Linked DNA regions of Mus musculus: regions 2, 3, 4 and 5 are each linked to region 1. The links are chromatin contacts, called in public HiChIP or PLAC-seq, capture Hi-C and promoter capture Hi-C maps. All regions are on one chromosome and are shown on one strand. Each heading gives the region's core, a stretch centred on a gene start, on an enhancer-like site or on the middle of the called end of the contact. The rest is flanking DNA. Distances are from core to core; before and after follow the strand shown.

Region 1 (2,646 bases), core at 88-2,587:
TGCGCGCGTGCATCCACGTGTAGAAGTGCTGTGAGGGCGGCCATGTTCTGTGAGGGCGGCCATGTGCTGCACAGAGGCTTGAGGGAGAACAGATATCCCCTGTTGCTCTCTGATGTAGTTTTTGGAGGCAGGGTCTCTCTCTGAAACTGGAGCTCTAGTTTTTGGACTAGGCTGCTAGTCAGGGAGCCCCTCCAGTTAACCTCTTGTCTTTGTCCTGCTAGGTTCTCGATGACAGATCGAGATTGGGATTCAAACCCCAGTCTGTATGGTTTCACAGCACGTATTAACTGTGGAGCCATCTCTCCCGCACGGTTTACTGTGTTGGACACCGTTAGGCACCTATGAACAAGAGGTGACAAATAAGTGAAATTTAAAAATCCTTTCAGTTTTGTGGTGTTGGGGATCCAGTCCAAGGCCCTGAGCCTGCAAGTGTTCTAGCACTGTACTCTATATCCTCAGCCACAAAACAGCCAGAAACCGGGAAACTTAGGATCTTCCTCCTGCACTCTGGGTTGGTAATAATCAGAAACGCGTTGAAGCTGGTTCCCCTCCAGCTTTCCGCAACTGGCTAACGTAGTGGTCACTATAGTTTCAGATTCTTTAGTTTAACGCAGGGTGGGGGCATGGCTGTAAGTGGGTCCCAGCACTAAGGAGAAAAGAGCTTCCGAATTTCAAGGTCATCCTTGAGGACTGTCCTGCAGGACATTCTGTCCCCTCCCCACCTACTCTATATAATAATGTGTTAGCATTCACATAAACGTGACACTGGTCTTAGACCTCCCACTCCACGGAGCATGTGATTTGGACCCTTGTGTCCAGCTCAGGGAAAACACCTAGGACTGAAAGGTCCCTCGTCTGATCACGGGAAGTGAGTGGTTAAAAGTAGGTGGAAGCGTGGCTTCGGATTCTTTTAGTTAGCGCTTGGTTTTAATACTGAGTTTTACGTAGAGCCGAGCTGAAACCCTTAGCGCCCTTAGCAGGATTAACTCGAGTTCACTGTGGGGCCTTAAAAAAAAAAAAAAAAACCCTGCAGAGAGCCTGCAAAGTCACTGCCGGAAGTCCCTCCGCGGTGACGAGCACGGCGGAAGTGGGTTCAATGCAGCTCCCCGAAGAACTGTCTCACTCCCGCTCGCCTGACTTCTGGATGGGAGGCGCCCTGCAGCTCAGGGAGGATTGTGGGGGGCTTCTCCGCGCAGGCTCAGTGGCCCACTTCGCGTCGGACCGCTTCCGTCCCCCCACTTCCTTTCACGGTTCCTGTGCCAGGACGTGACGCCAGACTTCGTCAGACGGGAGGAGCCTTGGGAGGAAAAGCGTCTGAGCCGGGGTCTCGCGAGAACGTTTCGTTTCAGCGCAGTTCTCGCGCTGCAACCTTGCTCCTGTTGCAACGAGAGCCTTCGAGATCTTCTCCGCCTCCGCGACCGGCGCCTCCTCTGCGGCCGTGGAGCCGGAGCCGCGGCCCGAGCGGTAGAGGCCCCCGTCTTTCTCCAAGCCCCAAGCCTCCTAGCGGACGGTCGTCCGGCTTCGCCCGCCCAGCCGCGGCGCTCCACCGGCCCACGCGGCTCGCCCTCTTCCACGCGCCAACCCCGCCGGGTTCCGTGTGCAGTGTCGGCGGCCGGCCCTGGGCCCGAGCCGGAGCAGTAGCCGGCGCCATGTCGGTGGTGGGCATAGACCTGGGCTTTCAGAGCTGCTATGTCGCTGTGGCCCGCGCCGGCGGCATCGAGACGATCGCTAACGAGTATAGCGACCGCTGCACGCCGTAAGTGGGGCTTGGCTGGCGGGGTCGCCTCGCTTTCCGGGCGAGGGTCCGCAGGAGACCCCCGCCGAGTGCCGGGTCGCCCGCGGCTGCCACCTGCTTCGGATCCTGGGCCTGCGCCAGGCACGAGGCCCTTTCGCGCGGGCCAAACGAAGGCTTTGAGCCGGTACTCTGATCGGCGGAGGGCAGGAGCAGGAACTGAAAGAGAAGGCGGGCCTGAGACCGTGGGATGGACCGACCGCTCTCACCTCCTTTTTTGGGGGGGGGGAGGGTTTGGGTGGTTCGGTCTGAAACGAGGTCCAGGGCTTGCTGAGCTCGTCGAATCCAATAGAGGTTCAAACTCGGCCCACGGCGAGCATTTAATAAAAGTTAACTTGCAAGATTGTGGCCTCGGGACTGGGAAGCGCTCTGAGTCCCACGTGAGTGGGGGCGGGGTGGCGCCCGGAAGATGTGGAGTCTGAGTACCCACGGCAGGCCCTGAATAAAGTCCATGCTTTTCTTGATAGCGTTTTAACTCCCTTCATTCGTTTTTGGATATTGAGTTAGGTTGGGTCATTCCTTACCCAGGCTGCTCACCTATTCCTTAACAGCGTTAGTTTTTCATGCTAATGAATTCCAGCCGGAAGGTTGCCACAATTGTTAATGCATGACTCAAGGGCTCTGTTTGACTTCTAGAACTTACATGAAGTTATGGGACCAGTATAGACAAATCTGCAAAAAAAAAAAAAAAAAAAAAAAAGACTCACTCAGAGCTTGCTGGAGTAAAAGGGAGTCTACTTTTTAGATATATGTAGGATTTTTTCCCCCACATTTAGCCCAGGATGACCTAAAATTTTCATTCTGCTTCTGTCTGCTAGAATCTGGTATTACAGGTGCGTTAAAATTTTATTTAT
Region 2 (2,646 bases), core at 67-2,566, 1.6 Mb after region 1:
CCTGCTGGGCCACAGTAATGTTTTGTTGTTTAAATGAAGTTGACTTGCCTGATACAAAATTATCCATTTTAACTTAAGGTACTGGGAATTGAACCCAGGGCCTCAAGCAGCCTCTGAGAGAATGCTCTCCTACTGAGTCACACCCCAGCCCTCTGTAAGACAATGTAAAAGGAAAGTGCTGTCACCACCACCTGATTCCAGGACAAAACCCGATAACTTGCAAGGATCATCCTCATTTCTCCCTCCCTGTGGCTTCTAGCACTAGCCTGCATTCTGTCCATAAAGGTTCACACATGGTCTCTGCTGGGTTTCTTTGACTTACCATCACTTGTTAGAGGTTTGAGTTGTAGCATGAAATGGCACTATGCCTTTTCTGTGGTAAGTAATATTCCACTGTATGGTTGGACCACACTGTTTATCCTTTCACTAATTGCTGGAGGGTTTGACCTGTGTCCTTCTTTTGACTGTTATACACAGGATTGCTATGATCATCTGAGTGCAAGCACTTGTTGGCATACCTGATTTCTTTAGTCATATACCCAGGAGTGGAAATGCTATCATGAATCTGTTTAACTTACTGGTTTGGTTTTTTTTTTTTATCTTAAAAACAACAACAACAAAATTACGTGTATGTGCCAGCGTGAGTAAATGTGCACCCAGTGCGAGTAATGCCCCCAGGGGCCGGGGGTGGGGGTGAGGGGGGGGGCGTTCCATACCCTGGAACTGGAGCTGCAAAGGATTGTGAGCAACCACGTGGTTGCTGGGAACCAAAACCGGGTCCTCTGCTAGAGCAGCAAGTACTCTTAACCACTGAACCATCTCTCCATACACAACCCTTACCACCCCACCCCACCCCACCCCACCCCACCCCACATCTATGTTTAACTTTTTAAGGAAGAAAAGGTGTTCCAACTTCTTACTCTTGAACGTGTCTGAGTGTCCAGCCTTCGGTTTCCGTCCCCGCTACTGGCTTACCCAACCCATATGACTCATTTACACTATCAGTCTGGCCCCTAAAGGCATCTGAACCTGCCGCCCCTAGAAGGCTGCACAGGTAAATCAACCTCCCTCCAAAATAAAAGTCCAGCGGCTAACTACTGTAGACGCCTACTACACCTCTTCGGCTCTTAGAGCGCGTCTTGGGTTTATTCTCAAACGAGGAAAGTGGCGCTTACCTGAGAAAGAGGCGGCAGAGACCTGACCAACCCATCCCAGCAAGCCAGTTTGGAAGCTGGTTCTGGAAGGAAACCGGGTGAGGCGGGCGAGGCCCGAGTTGGAGGAGGAGGAGAAGGAGGAGCAGCAAGCAGTGCGGCGCGCGCTCTAGAGCCTCGTCCGGGCTGGGGTCTGCAGAGCTGCTGCACGTGAGCGAGCGAACGAGCACGCATCGCGGTGGCCGCTGCACCATGCGCGGCTAGCGGTGGGGTCCCGGCCCCGCAGCACCCGCGAGCCCGGGCGGGGCTCAGGTCGCTCGGGGGCGGTGCCGGTTCCCGCCCCCCACATCCGGGGGCCGGGCTGGGCGCTGGGGCTCGCGCCGCGCGGGTGAGTCAGGCCGGGTTTTCCCTCCGTCTCTGGGGCCAGCGGACGAGTGTCGCCCAGTGCGTCCTTTGCCCGCCGATCCGGCTCCCGCGCGTTCCCGAAGAGCCTGGGAAGAGAAAGGTTCGAGACCGAGCTGGGGACTGCAGCGCGCCCTAGGATTCACGGAGCCAGCATGGTAAGTGGGTAGGGCGGGTCGCTGAGGTCGTTCTCGGACACCCGGCGGGGGTTGGCAGGATGCTGTGCGCGCCCCGGTGTCCTCTGCTCCCGCGCACGAGGCTGACCTGTAAATGCATTTTCCGTGGAGCATCGCCCCGATCCCCACGCCGCAGCTAGGAGGGGCAGGCGCCCTTGGCGCAGGAGTCTGACCTCGGCCTCCGCCCCCTGCACCAGCTCTAAGCAGGCCCCACAGACGGCGGGCGGGAGACGTGCACCCCACCCCGCCCCCTGGGTAGCTAGGAGGGCCTCCGGTAGTTCTGGGATCCCTTGCTTCCTCCACAGCCTTCCTGGGCGCAGTTCCACCGGGATGTCCAACCTGTCTTCTCTGCCGCCTTCCCGGGGACACCACTCACCTGCCCTCACCCTCAGGGTACCCTCTTCCTGCCTCAGCCCCCTACTGTGTCTGGTCCTCACCTGGGGACCTGCGAACAGGGGACGTCCCAAGGTCTGGGACTCTGTTCCAGTCCTGACTTTAGCCTTTGACAAAAGTAAGGACCAGGACTCTTAAGGTATCTCAGTATTAAGATGGGAGCTTGGGACATACCCAACCCAAAGATACAGATTGGGAATGGTTGTCCTTGGGCGGGAGCAGAGGCGGGAGGCCCTCCTGGACCTAGAGATGAGCCTCCTCCCAGGCTCTCACAAGCAGGGCTTCTCTGCCGACTGGCTGCGTGTGGGTGTGTATGTGCAAGACTGAATGAAAGCGACCAGCTAGTTCCCGACACCGCCTCTAGCAGTTTCCTGAGCTCAAGAGTCCCTAAACCTGCGCCACTTCCACTATTTCTTCTTCTTACCTCTTTCCCCAGGGCGGGCAGGAGGGATCTCTGGGAGGGGGGTTAAGTTCCATCCCTCTCAACCTTGCCCTTGGGAGAAACAAGCATGGGGGGCTGGGCA
Region 3 (2,646 bases), core at 50-2,549, 1.3 Mb after region 1:
TTTTTTTCCTTCTTCCTACTCTCATCGTTTTCCACAATCCCTTGTACAAAGCAGACATCCTTACTAAGTATTATACTTGAATAGTTTTGAATGATTTTACAATACTAGCATAATTGTTATACACAAGCACACAATCTTATATCAATAAAAAAGTACAGATTGTAGACAATGAGGGTTTCTCTATGACAGGTCTTAGTTTATCTGTTAATGGAAACATTCTTTCATATATTTTATTTTTATCCCATAACAATTTCTCTTTTGACTTAAATAATCAAGGAAAAAGAAGATGGGTGTTTCAATGTAGGCCTGTAAATCTTAGCCCTGGAAAAAAATAAAGCATTTCAAGACAGCCTGGGCTGCATAGCAAGATAGGTCCCAATGGGAAAACAAGAAAAAATATATATAATAAAAGGCAAAAGAAGCAAACCTTTAGAAACTTTATTTCTCTCGTTGCAATTTTGTTGACAGATTTTTCTGGTTTCTCATAGAAAATCTTAATGGCCACTATTCGCCCAGTGTCCTTATGTTTGCATTTCATGACCGTTCCATAACTTCCCTCTCCCACTTTTCCAAGGGTTTCATACATCTCCATTTTCAAGCCTGGCTTCTACTTCACAGAAATAAAGAAAGAAAACGTTAAACGTTCACACTTTCAATTATACAAGCTCTATAATGCTTAGAGATAATCCCCTACTTTCGGATATAAGAACAAAAACTAGGAGTGCCGGCTACAGCAGAGCCTGCTCGAGGGAACTCTTAAATTGTCTAAGAAGCTCCAACTTTCACCAGAACGCAGGATGTCCTTCATTAATCTAGCATTTTGTGTAGACCGGGATTGAGAAATAAAAGAGGTCTGATATGCGTTTAACTCAGGCATCCTTTTAGAATACGGGATTTACAATTTGAGGTCCCCTTTCAGGAACAATGGAAGCCAAACTAAAAAGTCCCGCTAACAACACTGCGGGTCCCTTGTTAGGAGCCACGGTCCACCAAGCGTGGGGACTCCCACCTCAGCACTAGTCACCCATACGTCCTGCCCTCTCCTCAAACACGCAGTCTGTGCAGCCCCAACCCGAGTGGCCCGTCTCGCCGCGCTGTCGACCTCGTCCTGAGAACCACCGCCGCCTCAGCCCATCCTGTAGTCCCGCCGGCCCGGCTGCGTGCAAGTCCCAGCCGGCCCGGGACACCACACCTCCTCTCCTGGCCGACCTTGCCGGCTCGGGGCAGCCGGACGCCCTGGCAACGGGGTGAGGGCGGGGCACTGCCGCGTTCCGAGCACAGTACGCAAGACTGGAAATTGCTGAGGTCCTGACCCGGAAGGGAAAGTGACACGAAGCGGAAGATAGACCCAAGGGGAAGGGGGAGGGACGTAGGAGGCCCGCGTGCTTGCAGGTGGGGGTGGGGGTGGGGGGTGGGGATGAGGGAGAGCGGGGCATTTTATAGCAGAATGAACGCCTGGAGGCTTTCGCCCGGCAAGAGAGCGTTTTGTCACCTGGGTGGTTACTGGTCCCTTACTTGTGCCCGGTTCTAGGAGGTTGACGGAGATAATTGGATCTACGGAACACTTATGGGGCTACAGTTTGCCAGTGCTTCGTTACTATTCCATGCAACCGATTTCGACCTCAAAGTCGACATAATCCTTAAACCGGGGACAAGATCGTTTTTGGATAGAGGGCTTAGCTCGGTAGTAAGCCACATACTCAGCGTTCACTACTCCTCTGACTTATTTCTAACACCATTTCTGTACACATTTTCAGTTTCCCAATTACTACTGCTTTCTACCTACTAGTGATCCCTTTTTGTTTTGAGACAAGGGCTACTATATAGCTCCGGGTAGCCTGGGACTCACAATGTATACTTCCAGGCTGGCCTCAAACTCCCAAGATTATCTGCCTGCTTAGAGTGCTGTGCTGAGTGCCATCATATCCAGCCCTAGCAGTACTTTTAAAGTTTTCTCATGACGTGTGAAACGCAAAACTTTTTAGGAAAACAAAATAATTCACCGGACTCTGCCACAGGCTGAGTAAGTACAAGGACGCCTAGGGATGTACTTTTAAATAGCCCGCAGAGCTTTTAAAAGGGCTCCATTTTTACAGATCTTGATTTAACTGTAATAGCAAAAGTAGGTCATCGAGATGGCTCAGTAGGAAAAGGCTACGAAGCCCAAAGTGTAGAGTTCAATTTCTTGGACCTACGTGGTGGAAAATGAACCAACTCCTCCAAGTTGTCTTGTGACCTATACACACAAATGAATGTGCACAACGAGTGTGCTGAGTAGTGTAAAAAAGAAACTAGTTTGCTTTTTTAAAAACAAAAACAAAAAACAGTTTAGGGCTGGAGAGATGGCTCAGCGGTTAGGATTACTGACTACTACTCCAGAGGTCCTGAATTCAGTTCCCAGCAACCACATGGTTACTCACAAGCATCTGTAATGGGATCTGATGCCCTCTTCTGGTGTGTCTGAAGACAGCTACAGTGTATTTGTAAAAAAAAAAAAAAAAAAAAAAAATCTTAAAAAACAACAAACAAACAAAAAACAGCCGGGCGTGGTAGCTCACGCCTTTAATCCCAGCACTTGGGAGGCAGAGGCAGGCGAGTTCCAGGACGGCCAGGGCTACACAGAGAAACAGTTTAGACGCATTTCCA
Region 4 (2,646 bases), core at 55-2,554, 1.2 Mb after region 1:
CTTCCCCAATTCTTGGAGAAAACCAATGGAATGAGATAACCTGAGATACCGAGTTATCACTTCAAGGAGTGGACTCAGTTCCATGTCTGAAATAGAGAAATCGGTCAACACGGGGATTTCTACTGCTGATTGTAGCCACAAAAATACAATCCAAGAAACTTTTGCAACCAGAGAGGATAAAAAATTTGACTCTCTTCCCGTTTATGTTGCTCATTCAAAAATAAATGGCTCCACGCCAAGTACGTTACACACAGAAGGGTTTCACACTACCCAATTTGAGTCAGCATATACATCATAAATTAATGTGACACTGTATTTCCAATCCCAAAGCTCTTCGTTGTAGTATGACTCACCAAATCCTCCATTTGTCCAACTAAGAAAACTTTATATTCCTCCCTTCAAACTACCACTATGACCTTCGTAGGAACTGGGTTAGCGACTCCCTTCATAATCGTTAAACACACACTTTAAACAGGGCTCCGGGGAAGCCGAGGCGTGGAGACCGACAGGAAAGCGAGGTGACCTTTCCATAGGCGCTGGGGTCTGGCCTACAAGCCCTGCTGTGGGGGACCCTGTGGGCAGCGCCCGCTCCACGAAGCAAGCCCGAGTGCAAGCGCAATGCTTTGACTCCATGAGTCCGGAACCCGTTCCCGGGCGCAAAGCCCAGCCAGTCCCTCGCCGGGCCACCGAGGGTCCCGGCCGCCCCACTTCCCAGGGTCGGGCCGGGTTCGGCCCGGAGGCTCCGAAGCCCGGAGTCCGGCGCGCGGCGCCATTTTAGGCCGCGGTGGCGGCGCCATCCAATCAGCGCGCGGGAGGCGGGGGGCGCCGGGTCCCTCGCGAGTCGCCGCAGGCAGCGCCGGGCGCCGGGCTGCTAGGTTCGGGGGTCTGGCCTCCGTGCCGCCATGTTGCACCGTCCCCGCGGCCTCCTGATAGGCGGGCCCGGGCAGAGGCCGCACCCGCGGCCGAGAGCAGCTCACCTTCTCGCAGAGGCTCTTGACCTGGGACTCGGAGAGCTGCTTGCACTCGTTCAGCTGCTCGATCCACTGGTCCAGCTCCTTGGTGAACAACTTCTCGTCCATGATGCCGCCCGCCCGAACCGGCTGCCGCTCCGCGCTGCTCCCGCGCCGCCGCCCGCACCCGGGCCACACGCACACGCCGCCGCCGCTCTCCCGGGGTGCTTTCTGCGGCCCCAGGCGGCTGCTGGGCGCTGGCGCCGGCCCGCTGGCTCGCTCCGCAGTGCTCGGCCGCCGGCCGCTGTGCCTCCTCCTCCGCTCGCCCTAGCTCGGGACTCGGCTTTCTGTAATGGCGGCCGCCCGGCGTGGTGACGTCACGCCAGCGTCAGGGAGCCGCGGGGAGGGCGACGGAGTGGGGCCGGGACCCAGAGCTGCGCACCGTGGAGCCGGGGCGCAAGCGCAGCGGAGTTGGCTGCCGAAGGAAGTGGCTTCGCTCTTGGGGCGTGGTCCTCCCGCTGGGAGGGCGGCGGGGGAAGGGAAGAAGCGAGTCCGAGCAAGCGCAGTGCTGGTTAATCCTGGCGTCCCAGGCTCCGCAGGGCGCCTGCGCGGTCTCGGCGCATGAGCAGTCCGTGTAGGCGAGGTTTTTATTCCTTGTGACCTGGTGTTTCTGGAAGGCCTCTGGGTGATACCTCTCAGATGTGGTCTGGGCTCTGCCAGCCTGATGACTAAAGGCAACCCTAAGGCGCTTAGTCCAGCAGCCCTGGGAACCACAAGGGAGTCACACACCTTTGGGGACAAGCCTAGTGGCAGGTTGCCTGGAGTGACCTTCCCCACCTCTGGCCGTTGCAGGCTCCTATAATTAGGTCATTCGTGGGCGAAGGAAGGTGTACCTGCTGGGATGTGTCGCCCGCGCACCTTACACCCCCAGCACACACCTGTCCCTGCACGAAGGCGGGGCCGAAGTGGGCCTTCGATCCTGGCCTCTTCCTAAGCCTTGCTTCCTCTCCTGTGGCCTTCAACACCTCTGGTGTGCACTTTTCTCCGAGACCTGTGCCCACTGGAAATAATCTTGTCCTACATTCTAGAGGAACAAGCCAGGGCTGTGTTCTGGTACTGGTAGAAGCAGCTACCGTGTGTTCTGTAAAGGAAGCTGATATTCTTAAGGATCAGCCTTCGACCTGGTTATAAATCTCTTCTGAGGCTTGTGAAACGTGTTCACATTGCACTGTCTGCATTCACAGAGATACTTGGCTCTACAGAGCATCAACTGTTGACCAGATCCCATGCTTAGGGGACAAAGGGGTCATGCAGACAGAAAGGGGCTACTGCCCTGGTGGAGCTTGAATGTTCCTGGCTGGAAATGAATGGAATGGATGGAAGTCATACACTGCTCCCCTCCAGAGTCTGGGAGAGAAGCCAAAGGATGGTTATCCATGAAGGTCAAGGCAAGAGCTGACCTAGCTATACTGTGGGGAACAGTCAAGCCTGTCACACACCGGAGAAGACACAGCTCAGAGCATCAGAAGACACCCTGACCCACAAGCTACAAGAGGACCTCAGTGGCCCCATCCACAAATGGCAGGGATGAAAATCCTCCTTTATCAAGGACAACCTGCTTGGCCAGGGGAACTGGCTTGACCAATTCTGCTTTCTCTAGTGGGTACCTCCCACTAGAGTTCCCGAAGAAAGTACC
Region 5 (2,646 bases), core at 102-2,601, 1.1 Mb before region 1:
ATTATCTGGTGTTATCTGCACTTTCGCTTTTCAAAGGAAAAACAACTGTCAGATGACTACGGCACAAGACATTTACTTCCCATTACGAAGAAAAGCCACTGCCATGAAAATTCTTTTGTTAAGCTTGTTTCCAAAACGGTAACTGACCTTTTTCTCCCATTAAATATCAGTTAAATTACTTGCCATTTGATATTCAATCTCACACATTGTTTCCTGATGGGATCTGTATTATTGACAGCGTGGATAATTTGAAAAATATTAAAGCCTCTAAGACTTATGTAGTGCAGTCATCTGATACTTGGGCTTGCTGCAAAATTTGACACTGTTTCCCTTTTACTATTACTGTACAACTGAGTTCTCGGCCATACAGCCAAGTTTGTCTGATATGTGACATTTGGCCTAGTTACATGCGAAAGTTTCCATAGCGCATTATGGAAGACAAAACAATATCTTCTTCAAATACAATTCCACGGCTGAATTTAACCATTGAGCTAAGCTTCTATATATCTGACAATTCTAAAAAGTTACTGTACCAGCAACAGGTACTGCAATCAGAAAGAAACAAAGCATGCAATCACAAACAAACACACACACACACACACACACACACACACACAGCTACCGTTTTCCATTTGCAAGAAACTCCTTTTCAGTAACAGGTGTAAGAAGGGAAAGAAAATTCGACAGTAAGTTCTACCGCAAGTCCTCCTCGAGTCTGGTCAGTAGTAACCCTAACCACTTCGGTTTCGCATTTCTCCTTCGATAACACTAAGGTCGCTCGGCAAGAGAACTGCACAGCTCCAATTTTAGTTTCCAAGAAGCCTGACAGACCGCCAGCCTGCCCACTCGCTCCTCCAGCCTCCTCAGTGCTCCGCAGGTTGGCCGAACGCGCGACAGTCTGCACAAAGCCACCCGAGGGCTGCGGATCACAGGGAGACAGCAGCTCCCGGCCGGGCCCCGGAGGCCTGCGGTGAGGTCGCAGCCCGGGCAGCGTGCGGACCGACAGCCTCCCGAGGCCGCCGTGCTGGGGCTGGGGACGCGGCGCGTGGCGCGGGCGGGGCATAAACAGCCTAGCGAAGAGGGCAGGGGACCGCACGCCCCGCCCGAGGCCGCGACCCCTCGGGGGCCCGCGACGCCTCACCTGAACGCGCAGTCCGGGTCGCGGGCGTCTCGTCCCGGCGCGCCTAATCCGCTCCGCTTGCTGAAGAGCTTCTGGAACAGGGTGGGGGCCATGCTGGCCGCCGCAAGACTGGGGTCGCTCGGCTGGGAGCTCGCAGGAGGCCCCCCGCTCCTACCGCCACCCCGCCACCCCCATGGGCGCCTCAGTCATATGACAGAAATTAGTCACTTCAAACGGCCACGGCGCGCGGGGCGGAGCGCGAGATTGAGGTCGCGGCGATTGGCTGGCGACGAGCCGTATCACGTGGCAGCAAACTGAGCGGGGGGCGGGGTGGGGGTGGGGAGGCGGGGCCGCCTGCCATTGGCTGGCTCACGGGTCCGTCACGCGGCCTCTCACGGGGCGGGGCGTGCGAGGGCGCGCGCGGCTGGGTGGCAAGAGAAAGCCTCTGGGACCCAGGCCCGCCTCTGACCCTCCCAAACTGCTAGGGCTCTAGGAGGAGACCTAGGTCTGTGACTTGAGGTGCGGTTTCCATTGACGCCCGCACTTAGTCTCTAGGAAGATCTAGCGACTGGGGGCTCAGGCTCGATCTCCTTGGTAACCAAAAAGATCACAAGCAAAACCAAGAGAGGCAAGCAGCCGTAAAAAAAAAAAAAAAAAAAAAAAAAAAAAAAAGACATCTATCTAAAAATATCTAACCCTTTATGCTAAGTATTTAGAATTTGAAAGACTGCGGTTAAAGAGCTCAGTAGTTAGAGGCCCTGGGTTTGATCCTCATCACCAAACAAGAAGTTTAGCAAAATGTCTAAGAGAGACAATCAGAACTTCCATGAAACAAAGCTGTATATCTTTAATATCTGGGTATGAGGAAAGGAGGAACTGTAACATTGTTACCAAATGGCAAGACTGCTCTCAAAACGGAAAATACAGCTCACGAACATCCTTCCAGTCTTATCAAACCATCAGTGTTCAGATCAAATTCGTCATCCGTTTACCAGGATGAGGGATTTCGTACAGTGGAATGAAGTTCTCTGAGAAATGTGGATGAATGTGGGGAAATACTGGTGTATGTTTGCAAGGGTAGACAAAGACGCTTGAGAATTTCACTTAGCTAGACATAGGAACCAAATCTTTAAGAAGTTGTCAGCTGATCTGCAGTTGAAAAAAAATAAATAAGTAGCCCTTATTTACATGGGAAAAAGAAAAAATGCCGGGCAGTGGTGGCACACGTCTTTAATCCCAGTACTTGGGAGGCAGAGGCAGGCAGATTTCTGAGTTCAAGGTCAGCCTGGTCTACAGAGTGAGTTCCAGGACAGCCAGGGCTACACAGAAAGATCCTGTCTCGAAAAAACAAAACAAGAAAACAAAACAAAAGAATAAAAGAAAAATTAGCAGGATATTTTTATATCGTTAATAATTTATCACTGGTCAGCATGTTGAGCTGTTACAACATGTTACAAAGTCTCATGTTACAAGACTTTTTTATATTTATTGAGACAGGGTCTCTTGCTGGCCTGGAGCTCACCAAG

The links. Promoter capture Hi-C pulls out the DNA fragments that hold promoters and counts their contacts. HiChIP or PLAC-seq counts read pairs in DNA pulled down with a chosen protein or histone mark. Capture Hi-C pulls out chosen DNA fragments and counts their contacts.
Region 2: a capture Hi-C map of macrophages shows a contact between it and region 1, with 17 times the contacts expected there. The contact joins the promoter of N4bp3 here to the promoter of Hspa4 in region 1. A contact is called at or near these places in 3 of 115 datasets of contacts at active chromatin or transcription factors (bone marrow-derived dendritic cells, large pre-B cells and pancreatic cancer cells) and 1 of 9 other capture datasets (macrophages).
Region 3: a contact with region 1 is called in an H3K27ac HiChIP or PLAC-seq map of embryonic stem cells, with 3 times the contacts expected there. The contact joins the promoter of Cdkl3 here to the promoter of Hspa4 in region 1. A contact is called at or near these places in 3 of 39 promoter capture datasets (the C10 cell line, embryonic stem cells and neural stem cells), 1 of 484 Hi-C or Micro-C datasets (embryonic stem cells), 16 of 115 datasets of contacts at active chromatin or transcription factors (astrocytes, bone marrow-derived dendritic cells, embryonic forebrain and 7 more) and 2 of 9 other capture datasets (adipose tissue and embryonic stem cells).
Region 4: an H3K27ac HiChIP or PLAC-seq map of microglia shows a contact between it and region 1, with 15 times the contacts expected there. The contact joins the promoter of Ppp2ca here to the promoter of Hspa4 in region 1. A contact is called at or near these places in 1 of 39 promoter capture datasets (embryonic stem cells), 2 of 484 Hi-C or Micro-C datasets (B cells and embryonic stem cells), 11 of 115 datasets of contacts at active chromatin or transcription factors (the NIH/3T3 cell line, astrocytes, embryonic forebrain and 8 more) and 1 of 9 other capture datasets (liver).
Region 5: a promoter capture Hi-C map of pre-B cells shows a contact between it and region 1, with 5 times the contacts expected there. The contact joins the promoter of Fnip1 here to the promoter of Hspa4 in region 1. A contact is called at or near these places in 2 of 39 promoter capture datasets (liver and pre-B cells) and 1 of 9 other capture datasets (adipose tissue).

What each region holds. Positions count from the first base shown.
Region 1 is chr11:53,299,170-53,301,815 of GRCm38.p6, reverse strand. Hspa4 (heat shock protein 4) reads left to right here and starts at 1,337. Exons shown (of 19, transcript NM_008300.3): 1 at 1,337-1,756. The coding sequence starts at 1,650.
Region 2 is chr11:51,649,743-51,652,388 of GRCm38.p6, reverse strand. N4bp3 (NEDD4 binding protein 3) reads left to right here and starts at 1,316. Exons shown (of 5, transcript NM_145974.3): 1 at 1,316-1,711. D930048N14Rik (RIKEN cDNA D930048N14 gene) reads right to left here and starts at 1,435. Exons shown (of 4, transcript NR_027958.1): 1 at 1,176-1,435. It overlaps Gm30058 (a long non-coding RNA gene), which reads left to right. Exons shown (of 2, transcript XR_388627.1): 2 at 1-299.
Region 3 is chr11:52,002,874-52,005,519 of GRCm38.p6, reverse strand. It overlaps Cdkl3 (cyclin-dependent kinase-like 3), which reads right to left and starts at 1,299. Exons shown (of 14, transcript NM_001166654.1): 1 at 1,010-1,299; 2 at 428-607. The coding sequence starts at 592. It also overlaps a transcript of Ube2b not described here.
Region 4 is chr11:52,097,482-52,100,127 of GRCm38.p6, reverse strand. It overlaps Ppp2ca (protein phosphatase 2 (formerly 2A), catalytic subunit, alpha isoform), which reads right to left and starts at 1,304. Exons shown (of 7, transcript NM_019411.4): 1 at 978-1,304. The coding sequence starts at 1,079.
Region 5 is chr11:54,436,884-54,439,529 of GRCm38.p6, reverse strand. It overlaps Fnip1 (folliculin interacting protein 1), which reads right to left and starts at 1,351. Exons shown (of 18, transcript NM_173753.4): 1 at 1,142-1,351. The coding sequence starts at 1,233. It overlaps LOC115487771 (a long non-coding RNA gene), which reads right to left and starts at 1,135. Exons shown (of 2, transcript XR_003949675.1): 1 at 623-1,135.